2 separate regions of the Callithrix jacchus genome follow, and region 2 is linked to region 1. The links are chromatin contacts, called in public Hi-C maps. All regions are on one chromosome and are shown on one strand. The core of a region is the stretch at or near the end of the contact, and the rest is flanking DNA. Distances in the headings are between cores, read along the strand shown.

Region 1 (6,647 bases), core at 805-3,304:
ACTCTTTAGGAATATTTAGCAAAAATTCTCAGGACTTTGGGGATTTGACTGAAATGCTGCATATATTCACTTTTTAGTGACAAAATCAGCCTGTGGCATTGTCAGAACACCACAAGGCATACCCAGTCACACTTCTTTTCATCTCAGCTGATGATTTCACTTTCTAATCCTATACTGTAAACAGTTAAGATCTAGTGTGCTGAGCTCTTCAGAGTGGGAAGTATAGGTTCCTTGTAAACAGAAGCAGGGTCTCCAATTTAGGATTGGTGGAGAGGGAAGACTGTAAGCCTTCCTGGAGGAAGTGACATCTTCACCAAGAGAATTTGGTTAGACTTCAATGAGAGGTCAGGGCAAGGTTGAGGGAAGAGGCCCAGAACTGAAAAAATATGACAAATTTCAGCACTGGAAGTAAATTCAATTGGATTGGAGGGTGCAAGTCATTGTATTTTAATTTCATGTGCAGCACTTGTCACTTTCAATCATTTCTTGTTTACTGTCTGTTCTTCTACTCTCAGCCCCTCACACAGGAGGCCTGGCCTGCTGATTGCTTAGTGACTGGCACAGATGTGTTAATCTTTCCTGAGGGCCAGCCTTGTGTCAGATCCTGTTCTAAGTGCTTCCCTCGCTCCCCACACCCGCCATTTAACAAAATTCTACCTCTTTAGAGCTGGCTCAACTGCTTTCTTCTCTATGAAAACTCCCGTCTTTTTTCCTCACTCCTACTCTCAGAATTAGTTACTTCTTTCAGAGTTCCCTCAGCTATTGATCCTTCCTTGCAGTATCAATTTAATTATGCATAGTGTTTGCAGTTTCCTTGTCTCCTCCATTCCTCATTAAGTTTTAAATCATGAAGACAGTGCATTTTTGTGTGTCTGTAAGCCCTACAACACGTTGGGCAGGCTTTTATACACAAAACGGGGCTCAAAAATATTTTGAATAAATGAATTTGGGAGAGGTCCATGAACGCCCTCCACTTCCACCCTAATCCTCAGAGCAATACTTTAAAAATCTGACCATTTCAACCTTATTGAAGGCTGATCTTCATTCTGAGAATATAATTCTAACTCCTAAGCACGACGGTGACCTCAGGGCGCTGTGTGAACCTGCACTCACACCCCGTCCAACCACGTCAGTCCCTACACCTCCTCTAAAAAACTTCACTGCTTGTGGTGACCTGCACGACCCGCTATACTGATTCATGCCACAAGGCTTTTGTGTCAACTACTCCCTCTGTCTGGAATGTCCTTTCTATTTTCCTTGCCTGGCCCGATTCAGGAGGGCAAGCTTTCCTTCTTTGAATCCAGGCACTGATTAAGAACTTTTTAAAAAGTACTAAGTGCAGAAAAGTTCATATGTTGCTCCTCCATTTATGTGATGAAAAATGAAAACAACACTAAAGCGTAAAATGTAATTTTTAAAATGTCGCACAACTTTACATGCATGCTAGATTTAGAATAACGTCTGTATTTACGGTGTTCTCTGGTTCCACACGCCCCTAACTCTGCAGACGCCCTAAATAGTGTCTATCAGATCACCCTCAGGTTGGGTTCGGGCACAACCCTATCTCAACATTCACCACCTTAAGATCAGCAGACTGCAAATTTGCCTCTCCCACCAGGGTGGGAGCTGCCGAAATGGCGAGAACAGCGTTTCCGTAGATCGAGCGCCAGACCACCAGTCAGCTCCAGGCCTATTTTGAGTGGAAATAAAAGCTCCTCCTTAGACAGCCAGGGCAGCTCTTCAAACAGCGGCTCCCTTGCCACACATAGGTTCGCCTCTATCAAGGGTTGGCGCTGGGATAAGTGAAATATCAGTTGGCCCTGAACAAGGAGATTCTCTGAATTCCCGGACCCAGTAACGTGACCAATCGCGGAGACTCCCAGGAAAACCAGTCGAGTGAGCGCGTCTGAGGAAATGACTGACACCGGAAGTCACGTGAGCGGCTTCCCTTGAAATCACTGTTTCGGCGGTCGACTATTCAGCCTTGCATACGCCTCTGGCGGGCTTAGCTGAGATCCGCTCTTTCGGTGCTCGACTCGCCCGTGCTGCTGCCGCCGCCGAAGGAGGGGCAAAGCTCAAGATGGCGGACAAAACGCCAGGCGGCTCTCAGAAGGCCAGTTCAAAGGTAATTTCTGACAGGATTTCGTAAGTCAACGGATCTACCTCTGTCGTCTGGGGCCTACAGACGCTTCTGGTCTGCGAGAAGCGATTGGGATTGGGGTCTGTGTTCTGGTCGCGACGGTAGGCCCGGGCGCCGCCGCACTGTGGTGCGCAGGCTGAGAGGCCTGGTATCTCCTCTTAGTCCCAGCCTGGATTCAGCTCGAGACTTGCGTCTGCAGGGGGTGGTGGCGTGAGCACTTGAGCCCGCGCTTGGCATTGGGGTGAATTCAGATTGAGGTCCGAGGCCATGAAAACGCTCCCCTATATCTCAGCTTCCTGCGCTGTGAGGCCGCCAGACAGCGCCTGGGAGAGAGGCGGGAATCGATTCCTGGTGCTTAAGTGCTGCTTTTTTCTTGGTTTTGGATCTGTCACTTCCGGCCTCCCTCAGTTTCCCTTCAAGGAATAAATAGCCTCTAGGGTCGCCAGCTGTGAGGGGGAGACCACTAGGGCAGAGACGCGGGGTGGGAAATGTAGAGGCGGGAGCAACTCCCCTTTGCAGGGCTGCATAGCCAAGGTTAATGTACACTCTACACGTGGTCTTTACCTTAAGGGGAAGTAAAAAGCACTTTCGAGGGTAGAGGATTCGGGGACTCTTTCTTCATGTTGCGTGTTCCACTGAAAAGAGAAGCGCGGTAGACTTGGAAGCTACGTACGATTAGTAAATTGCATTTGTATTTACAGGGAACCTTGTGCACGTATTGTGAAACCAGTGAGTTGTGGCAGTTTAGCATTAGTAAGGTTGGGTTCTTAGTTGCCATCTTGGGCAGGATACTTAATCGTTTTTTGCTTTGGGTTTCTCGTCTCGAACATATTAAAAGTAATGGGTACTGCCACGAGGTAGTTAAACTTCCCGTTGCTGATGCGAGACGGTGTATAACACTTAAAGGTTCTAAGGACTATTATATCTTAAAGAGTGTGTGTGGTTATAAATCGGTTGTTAGAAAGTTACGTTTACAGTAGGAGAGACCCTTGCGTTTGCAGTTCTGAGAACCATGATAACTCGTTTTCTGTTTTCTACTTGCTTTCTCAGTTTCTAATACTCGGGCTGTTTATGCCAATTAGTGAATGATGTACACCAAAACAATTAGTTCATATTTAGTTATGGTCTTTCTAGACATCCTTTAGTTAGATAAAAACTTGGTAAGGGGCCAGTTTTGGCTGCTTTACAAGGTACTGTTTACTCTGTGTCAGTTATTTCCCTCCCCAGTACATTTCCTCTTCTCCCCTTCTTTTGGGGAGAAGGGAATAGTGAGGTAACGCGCTCTACCAATTCTTCTTCTTTTTTTTTTTTTTTTTTTTTTTGAGACGGAGTTTCGCTCTTGTTACCCAGGCTGGAGTGCAATGGCGCGATCTCGGCTCACCGCAACCTCCGCCTCCTGGGTTCAGGCAATTCTCCTGCCTCAGCCTCCCGAGCAGCTGTGATTACAGGCAACCACCACCGTGCCCAGCTAATTTTTTGTAATTTTAGTAGAGACGGGGTTTCACCATGTTGACCAAGATGGTCTCGATCTGTTGACCTCGTGATCCACCAGCCTCGGACTCCCAAAGTGCTGGGATTACAGGCTTGAGCCACCGCGCCCGGCCTTACCAACTCTTCTTAATAGACTCATGACAAGAACGCACCCACTTACTGGTAGGGAGCTATTACTAAAGCTAGCTACATTCATGACGTCATGTATAAGCCTCACAATTTTTGTTTCTTCTCAAAGTAATATTTTAAGTATCCCCTACTTGAGGTCTTGGATACACTGAAAACGTTTCAATGTCTGTGTTCAGGCTTCCTTCCAAAATAGTACTTTCTCGTGATTATGAGTGTATGGCTGTTCCCTATAAATAAATTCTTGGGTTATCTAGTAATCTTTTCTGTTTATATTGCCTTAGATTATAATTTGTTGATGCTATTAACAGATTTCTTACTGATGTCTGTAAAAGGAATCAGGATATCTTAACATAGAGGCTGCATAATGTAGTGGGAAGATTATGAATTTTGTTCACAAAAAAGATTTGGGTTCAAATCCTGACTTGGTAATTATATTTGCGATGATATTAAGGCAGATGCTTAAACTGTGGAGCCTCAATTTCCTCATTTGTAATACGGATACAATTTTTTTTACAAGGTTGGTATAAGGATTAAATGAACTAATGTTTATAAAGTACATAATAGATCTTAGTTTCTTTCCCCTCTCTTTTTTTGTTCTTAGAAGAAAAAAAAAAGTTCTTTGCTTTCAAAATGTTAGGATAAATTTTAATCCTGTGATTTGGGATCTATCATAATGACTGCTCAGATAGCTGCTTTTTACTTCTAATACAGAGTTGATTAGAGACAGTGTAAGGTCATTTTGGCTAATACTACAGTATTTGGAATTTCTAGCCTTTGATCTCTTGTTTGATTTCCCTTCCTCTGGAGAGAACAAATGAGTGGCTTGTATTTTACAGTACAGATGGAGTGAACAGGTACTTCCATTTCATGATTTGTCCTTTTCTTTGGTAGTTAAATTACCATTAGTATGGATGGTGGTGCTTATTTCTCGACATTGGGAAAATGTTAATTTTAAAATGTACGATATGGCAAAATTATTAACATTTCTTAATTATAAAAAGATTAGATAACTCTACAACTCTCCTAGTTTTTTGTTTGTTTGTTTTTTGAGACGGAATCTTACCCTGTCGCCCAGGCTGGAGTGCAGTGTCGCTGCAACCTCTGTTTCCCGGGTTCAAGCGATTCTTCTGCCTCAGCCTCCCTAGTAGCTGGGACTACAGGTGCCTGGTTAATTTTTGTAATTTTAGAGAGATGGGGTTTCAAAATGTTGGCCAGGCTGGTCTCGAACTCCTGACTCGTGATCCACCTACCTTGGCCTCCCAAAGTGCTAGGATTACAGGCTTGAGCCACTGCACCTGGCGTCTATTTTTAAAATGACATTTTATGTATGTATGTTTGAATGACTTACCTTTATTCATAATTTTCTTTACTGGAGAGACCCTTATGCCCTTTAATTTCCTGTGTAATTTTGCTGTACATTGCATTTTAGAGCCCGGCAGATGTAGACATTCAATAAATGGTTTAGAAATGAGCTAAAGTTTTCCTATGCATTTGTTTATCACTTGTCTAAAATATTGCTTAGTTGGGGAGGAGGGTTAATGTTATGCTGTAGCTTTGATTTTGAGAGGAGAGAGTGTGAGCCTTGAATTGTTTGCTTATAAAATTGTTAAACATATTTCCTTAGAATTTAATTTATAAAAAATTATTCTTGACTGTCAGTTGTTTGCTCAGCAAAATTAGGATATGAAGAAAATTTCATATTTTCTTTCCTTCTGCAATCTTCTGTGCTGGTAATACTGCTGATATAATGGAATTGTGTGCCCTACTGTTTCTCTCTGTGACTGGCTTTTTTTTTTCTCTTTTGCCATATCGCCAAAAATTGAGTTAGAGAGGTGAATGGATAAAACAGAAAATACCACTGGCTTCCTTGGACATCCAGTGCTAAATTGCTTTGGGAACTGTTTTGATTGACTGCCTTTGCTGATTAACAAAACTTCTAAGAAATAAGTAAAATGAGGATCTATTCAAGGCTTATGAACCTTAGGTATTTATTACTGCCAGTTTTCATCTTTTGAGGTACCTGAAAGTTTATGAAAAGGTCCACACAAAATAACAAACCTTGAAAATTAGGCTTTTCAGTATTTGCCAGTTTTAGTTTAAACCGAATCTTTATTATGGTATGGTTGTAACCTTATCTTAAAATGTAAGGTAGGTTTTCTTGGTAGAAGGTTTCGTTTTGGTCTGGAGGGTAGAACTGAACTGAACTTCCATTTTCTCTATTGATACTTTTTCGAAACTTGAACCTGCAGTATTGGTGCTGGAATATGCCTGTTGATATGGTTTTAAAAATATTTTATATTTTTCTGGATTGAATTGATTATTTTCTGAAAGTCCAGGTTTTTTTTTTTTTTTGAGACAGTGTTTTCTGAAAGTCCAGTTTTTGTTTTTGAGACGGAGTCTCGCTTTGTCACCAGCCAGGAGTGCCCTGGTGCAATCTTAACTCACTGCAATCTCTACCAGCCAGGTTCAAGCTATTCTCCTGCCTCGGCCTCCTGAGTAGCTAGGACTACAGGTGTGTGCCGCCATGCCTGGCTAATTTTTTAGTATTTAGTAATAATAAAAAATACTAAATTTTTTATTATTTAGTATTTGTAGTAGAGACAGGGTTTCACCTTGTTAGCCAGAATGGTCTTGATCTCCTGACCTGGTGATCTGCCCGCCTTGGCTTCCCAGAGTGCTGGGATTACAGGTGTGAGCCACAGCACCCAGCCCTGAAAGTCCAGTTTTTATTTTCAGTTTTTGGTTTTTATTTCTGAAGCTTTGTTTTCCTTAAGAAGTAAACCTAAGAAAGATACCCATTTGCCTTAGTAGATATCACTGAAAGAAGAGCTCATTTAGTATGCAAGTTGAAGACATCTTCCCCTCTACCCCCCACCATTTTTTACAA
Region 2 (6,869 bases), core at 1,180-3,679, 410 kb before region 1:
ATCTCTACTTCAGTGAATAAGAGAAAAATAATTTTTTGTTGTTGTTGTTAATGAATGAGAGCTTCTTACGTTGCTCAGGTTAGCCTTGAACTCATAGCCTTGCCTCCTCAAGAGCCAGGACAACTGGCGGGAGCCACCCCACGGCTCCCAATAAATTTTTTTTTTAATTTAAAAAAAGAAGTCTTGTGAAGGTTAAGACGTGAAGAATTTGTATTGGTATTGGATATGCTGAATCTTAATTACACATAGGACACTCAGTGAAACTATCAGTATACAGCAAATATACAGTTCCGTAGGAGGCAGGATTTGGAAAAACATATTTGGAGTCATCAAATAGCAGATGATAGTTGAAGGCAGGAAAGTGGAAAGGTCATTTACCAAGACTACGCAGAGTAGAATCCTAACAGCAAAAAACAATAGGACAAACTTTGTCTGAGAGACTGATGAAGAGCTGCCCATAATTAGAACACTGATCTCATTTTTTTCAATAGTCTAATTGCCGTAGTCATAAGGGAGAACATTTTGGAAGAAAAGGCCTTGATAGCTTGAATCTGAACCCTAGCTCTGATACCTGCTAGCTGTGCCTTTGGTTTTTCAACTTCTGTGACCCTGTTTCTTAAACAGTGATAACTCCTGTTCCATCCTATGTCATGGACATACTATGAAAATGGATGAGCTTGTTTCATTGAAGTAGTTGTAGCGAAAAAGCCATGAAAATTAAAAACTATTAGACAATTTTCTATAGGTCAATTTTTCTATTTCTCTTGGAATGGCTACAAATGGAAGATAACATAAGCTCTACTGATGAAACAGACTATATATAATCCAAGAACCAATTATTTTTATTAACAGGTCTCATGGAGGAAGACAGAAGAGGGAAGAGAAGTATTAATTCTACTTTAAAATGAATTAATTAGTAGAGCTAATTCTACTTTAAAACAAAGTGGGAAAAATATACTGAGCTTCACAGTGAGCCTGAAAGATAAAATCTGTAAAACAACTTCCTAAAATGATCACTTTTCTTCATCTTCTTTTAGAGAGGTATACGTTATTTTATAAACTGTAAACACAAAAGTATACTTGCCACACTAATAAAAAGTGGAAAAAATTCACACAGTCAAAAATAGTGATGCAGTTAGGACAAGAATCGTCCCTTCATTTATCCTCTTATTCATATATTAAGACTAGATTATTTGCATGGCCAACCAGTGGAAATGAACACAACTGCGCTGCAAAAAGAAAGGGAAGCAGCTATCCCATCGGCTTAATGTCAGTTTTGACTGTGTATGGAGAGTTTTCAAACCGTTTAAGAAATTGGGAAGCAGTTATTCCAACTGATCATTCAACTGCGGTAGTAGCACAAGCTCATTTATTTCTTGTTCGCAGTAGTTTAGAATTAAAACAAACAAAACAAAACCAGCCCTACTGAGTCTTTAGGCCTGGTTCAGGAAAGCCTGCCTGAGTGTTACAGGGGTGTGGCAGTCATCAACACCTCTCCCTCCCTCTTTCGGTAAGACACTGGTTTTCATGAGGTTTACAGAAAACAGGCATTTGCAAATGAACTATTAAATTGCCTCCAAATTTTGGCAACAGTCTGTGCACGTTAAGATTTTGTGGACACTGAGGTCTATCTCTCCAATTTCTGACTAAAATAACGTATCGAGGACTGGACGATTAATACGAAGGAGTTCACATCTTCAATATGTACTATGACTTCACTTCAAAGAAAATAACTGCCTTTTCCATCAAGTGATGTCACTTGCAGAAAATGAGAAGCGGTGATTTTTTTCCAAGGGCAGTTTGGGGACAAAATATAAGGCTAAAAACCAATTCCTCCACGAGTGATCACAAAGAACAGAAACTGATGAGTCAAGTCTCTCGTCTAAGGAAAGGGGTTTTCGAGAAGAAAATGAGTGTAGAAAAGTGACCATAAAGTGATCAGCAGGGACTCTTCCCTCGAGCTGCAGGAAGCAAACTCTCGGGTTGGGCGAACTCTCCGGCGCTGCTGAGGTAAACCCGGGCCGGCAGACGCCTCTCTCTCCCCTAGAATCGGCTTCCCGCAGGTTTGTGGCGACGACCCCACGTCCCCACGTCCCCACGTCCCCACGTCCCATCGACGAGCACTCTGAGGGAGAAGCGCCCAAATGAGCCACGGAGCATCTCCACAAGGGCAGCAGCTGGGGCTTCGGGGATCCGAACCACGGCGCGGCAGGAGAGGGGAGAGCACGTGAAACCCCAGCCGGGATCGTCAGAGGAGGATGCAGGACCCAGGATGGGCCTAGCCCTACCTGCCCAGCTCCCGCAGAGCCGGGATCATGGACGCCAGCTCCAGGCCAGGTTCCCCCATGCTGAGGCTGCCTGACACTCGTCAAACACGCCGACGCGGGTTCCTGGCGTCTCCAAAGCTACCCCGGCCGGAAGAGAACGGCGCCCGACGGAGCCTCGTGGGGGCCAAAACTCTTCCCGGAAGCCGCTATTGGCCCCGCTTGCCGGGCCCTGCGTCTGTTTTGTAGAGGACCCGGGGGAAGCCGGGAAGCAGTTAGGGGGCGGGGCAAGCGGGCGAGCGCGCGCCGGTCGAACTTCCCTGGTTGGGTTCAGGACTTAGTTCTCAGCACTAAGCGAGCAACGTTTGTGAAGTTTTCGTCTTGAGCGGCCAGACTGCTGTTCTGAAGCCTGGGAGGCACAGCGAAGCCAGACCCCCGAATCGGGAGAGGCTAGGGGCTTGAGGGCTGCCAACCCAGAATCTCGCTTCACAAATGTGAGAACTAGGACAGTTCAGCGAGTAAAGGCCAAAAGTAGACTCCGTTTCCCCAGAGTAACGCTGTCACATTTTAAAAGTTTCTCACTTCGCCACTACTCTTGTCACGCTGTTGAGAGAGAAAGGGCAAAAGGTGGGCTCTCCCTGTTTGTTTTTCTTTTTAAGCATTTTTTTTCGACTTGAAGTCGCTCTTAGGTTTCCGTGAGGACCCTGCCAACATATAATATTTAAAAATGGGGTTGGATTATATTTGTGTCTCATCAGAGCAGCAGTACTGTGGAAATGCCACCATTACAGGCATCCACAACCTGTGATTTATTTTTTATTTACTTATATTTTTTGAGACGGAGCCTTGCTCTGTCACCAGGCTGGAGTGCAGTGGCGCAATCACGGCTCGCTGCAACCTCCACCTCCTGGGTTCAAACGATTCTTCTGCCTCAGCCTCCCGAGTAGCTGGGACCACAGGCGCGTGCCCCCACGCCCGGCTAATTTTTTTTGTATTTGTAGTAGAGACGGGGTTTCAGCATGTTGGCCAGGATAGTCTCGATCTCTTGACCTCGTAATCCGCTCACCTCAGCCTCCCAAAGTGCTGGGATTACAGGCGTGAGCCACCATGCCCGGCCCTGTGATTTAATTTTTAAAGTAAATCAATGGATTTGGGGAATATACATTTTCTCGAGAATACAGACCAGCATTCCCTAACCTTTTTGGCATCAGGGACCAGTTTTGTGGAAGACAATTTTTCCATGGACAGGGAGGTGAAGGGAGGTTTTCGGGATGATTCAAGCACATTACATTTATTGTGCACTTTCTACTATTGCATTGTAATATGTAATAAGTCATTATACAACTCACCATAAGGTAGAATCAGTGGAAGCCCTGAGCTTGTTTTTCTGCAACTAGATGGTCCCATCTGGGGTGATGGGAGACAATGAGAGATCATCAGGCATCAGAGTCTCATAAAGAGTATGCAACCTATGTCCGTCGCATGTGCAGTTCACATAGGGTTTGCACTCCTGTGAGAATCTTATGTCCCGCTGACCTGACAGGAGGGGAGCTCAGGCGATAATGCCAGTAATGGGGAGCTGCTGTGAATAGAGATGAAGCTTCCTACTGTGTGGCCCGGTTCCTAACAGGCCTCTGACCAGTACTGTGGCCCAGAGGTTGGAGACCCCTAATAGAGACCACTGCTGCTTTCCTGGAAAGCTTTCTTTGGCCTCCATGACTCTTTCTTGTTAATAACACTTCTTTGCCATCCCCTTTACTGTTGGTATTCGTCAGGATTCCAACTTAGGTTCTTTCCTCTTTTTTAGTCTTTCCTTCACTCTCAAGGCTTCAGTTAACTTTCTATCTGTTGTTCACTCCCAAATTCATTGCTTTTCCCTTATCTCTTTCCAAGATTTGTATTTTCTGTGTTTATCTCCCTACTGAATATTTTCCCTTCAGCATTTCCCAGGCAGTTTATTTTGTTTAACTTTTTGTTATAGGGACTTTCAAATATATGTAAAAGTAGACAGAATAAGGAGCTCCTTTATGCCCATCGCCCAATCAATGATTATCAGCATATGGTTAGTCTTTGTTTCATCGATAACCACCTTTCTCATTTTCTCTCTCCCCAGTTGGATTAAAGAAAAGTGTAGACATCATATCAAATTATCTGCAGATGCTTCAGTTTATATCTTTAAAAGACAAGGACGAGATTCTACCTCCTAAATATCAGACTTACCCACTTTCCCCCAAATTCCCTTACCACCATTCCAGTTTAGGCCATCATCACCTCTTGCCTAAATTACTTCAATAGGCTTCTAGTTTGCCTGTCTGCCTTTAGGCTTGTTTTTCTCTAACCCATTTGCCATACTTAGGCTGGAGGGGGTCTCCCAGACATTTTTTTTTCCTGAAATGAGTCTCACTGTATTGCCCAGGCTGGACTGCAATCACACGATCTTGGCTCACTGCAACCTCCACCTCCAGGATTCAAGTCATCCTTCCGCCTCAGCCTCCCAAGTAGCTGGGATGACGGGCACATGCCACTATGCTTGGCTAATTTTTGTATTTTTAGTAGAGATGGTGTTTCAGCATGTTGGCCAGGCTGGTCCTGAACACCGGACCTCAAGTGACCTGCCCATCTTGGCCTCCCAAAGTGCTGGGATGCTGAGATTATAGGAGTGAGCCACTGCACCTGGCCATCTCCCAACTTTTTTTTGAGACAGAGTCTCACTCTGTGGTCCAAGCTGGAGTGCAGTGGTATGATCTCAGCTCACTGCAACCTCCACCTCCAGGATTCAAGCCATCCTCCCACCTCAGCCTCTCACGTAGCTGGGATGACAGGTGCGTGCCACTATGCCCAGCTAATTTTTGTATTTTTGATAGAGATGGGTTTCACCATGCTGGCCAGGCTGGTCTGGAGGTCTTGGCCTCAAGTGATCCGCCTGCCTTGGCCTCCCAAAGTTCTGGGATTACAGGCAGGAGCCACCATACCCAGTCAATTTTTAATTTTTGTGAGTATATAGTAGATGTATCTATTTATGGGGTACATGAGCTATTTTGATACAGGCACACAATGTGTAATACATCAGGGTAAATGGAGTATCCATCACCTCAAGCATTTATCTTTTGTGTTACTAACAATCCAATTATACTCATTTTAAAATGTACAATAAATTATTATTATTATTTTCTGAGACAGAGTCTCTCTCTGTGGCCAGGCTGTAGTGCAGTGGCGCGATCTCGGCTCACTGCACCCTCCCCCTCCCAGGTTCAAGCGATTCTCCTGCCTCAGCCTCCCAAGTAGCTGGGACTACAGGCGTGTGCCACCATGCCCAGCTAATTTTTTGTATTTTTTAGTAGAGACAGGGTTTCACCATGTTGGCCAGGATGGTCTCGATCTCTTGACCTCATGATCTGCCCGCCTCGGCCTCCCAAAGTGCTGGGATTACAGGCGTGAGCCACCACACCCAGCCGTAAAAATGTACATTAAATTATTGTTGACTGTAGTCACCCTGTTCTGCAATCAAATACTAGATCTTTTTTCTTTTTGGAGACAGGGTCGCACTCTGTTGTCCAGGCTGGACTGCAGTGGTGTGATCTTGGTGCATTGCAGCCTTGGCCTTCCAGGCTCAGGTGATTTTCCCACCTCAGCCTCCTGAGTATCTGAGACTACAAGTGCACACCACCATACCCGGCTAATTTTTGTGTTTTTTTGTAGAGACAAGGGTTTTGCCATGATGCCTGGATGGTCTTGAACTCCTGGGCTCAAGTGATTGGCTTGCTTCGGCCTCCTGAAGTGCTAGAATTACAGGCTCAAATACTAGATCTTATCATTCTAACTATATTTTTGTATCAGTTAAACATCCCTACTGCCCATTCATCACCGCCCCCCCACTGCCCTTCTTAGCCTCTGGTAACCGTCATTTTACTGTCTATCTCCATGAGTTCAACTGTTTTTATTTTTAGCTCCCACAAATAAGTGAGAACATGCAAAGTCTGTCTTTCTGTGTCTGCCTTATTTCACTTAACATAATGACTTCCGGTTTCGTCCATGTGGTTGCAAATAACAGGATCTCATTCTTTTTTATGGCTGACTACTACTCCATTGTACACTTATAGCACATTTTCTTTATCCATTCATCTGTTGATGAACACTTAGGTTGCTTCCAAATCTTGGTTATTATGAAAATTATTGCAATAAACATGGGAGTGCAGATATCTCTGATATACCGATTTCCTTTCTTTTGGATGTACACCTAGCAGTGGGATTTCTGGATCATATGGTAGCTCCAGTTCTAGTTTTTTGAGGCACCTCCACACTATGTTCTCCATAGTGGTTGTGCTAATTTACATTCCCACCAACAGTGTACAAAGTTTCCCTTTTCTCCACATGCTTGCCAGCATTTGTTATCCAACTTTTAAAAATTATTATTCGGTAGTACTGTTGAATTTTTTAAAATGTGTATCCTAATAGATGCACATTTTTATTAACCATATCCTAATGTACATGAAATTCATGATAATTTACATTTGAACATAATACAACTGTCAATTGATTCCTGTGTTCCTCTCAGCCTCTTTTTATCATCTGGGGAGAGGGAGTGTGGAGGAGAGGATGAGGCAG

The links. Hi-C and Micro-C count contacts between places; a contact is called where the count stands out from the background.
Region 2: a Hi-C map of skeletal muscle shows a contact between it and region 1, with 6 times the contacts expected there. The contact joins the promoter of ATR here to the promoter of U2SURP in region 1. A contact is called at or near these places in 3 of 3 Hi-C or Micro-C datasets (induced pluripotent stem cells and skeletal muscle).

Annotation. Positions count from the first base shown.
Region 1 is chr17:41,613,435-41,620,081 of calJac240_pri, reverse strand. U2SURP (U2 snRNP associated SURP domain containing) reads left to right here and starts at 2,054. Exons shown (of 27, transcript XM_078354042.1): 1 at 2,054-2,125.
Region 2 is chr17:42,025,731-42,032,599 of calJac240_pri, reverse strand. ATR (ATR checkpoint kinase) reads right to left here and starts at 2,429. Exons shown (of 47, transcript XR_013528590.1): 1 at 2,289-2,429.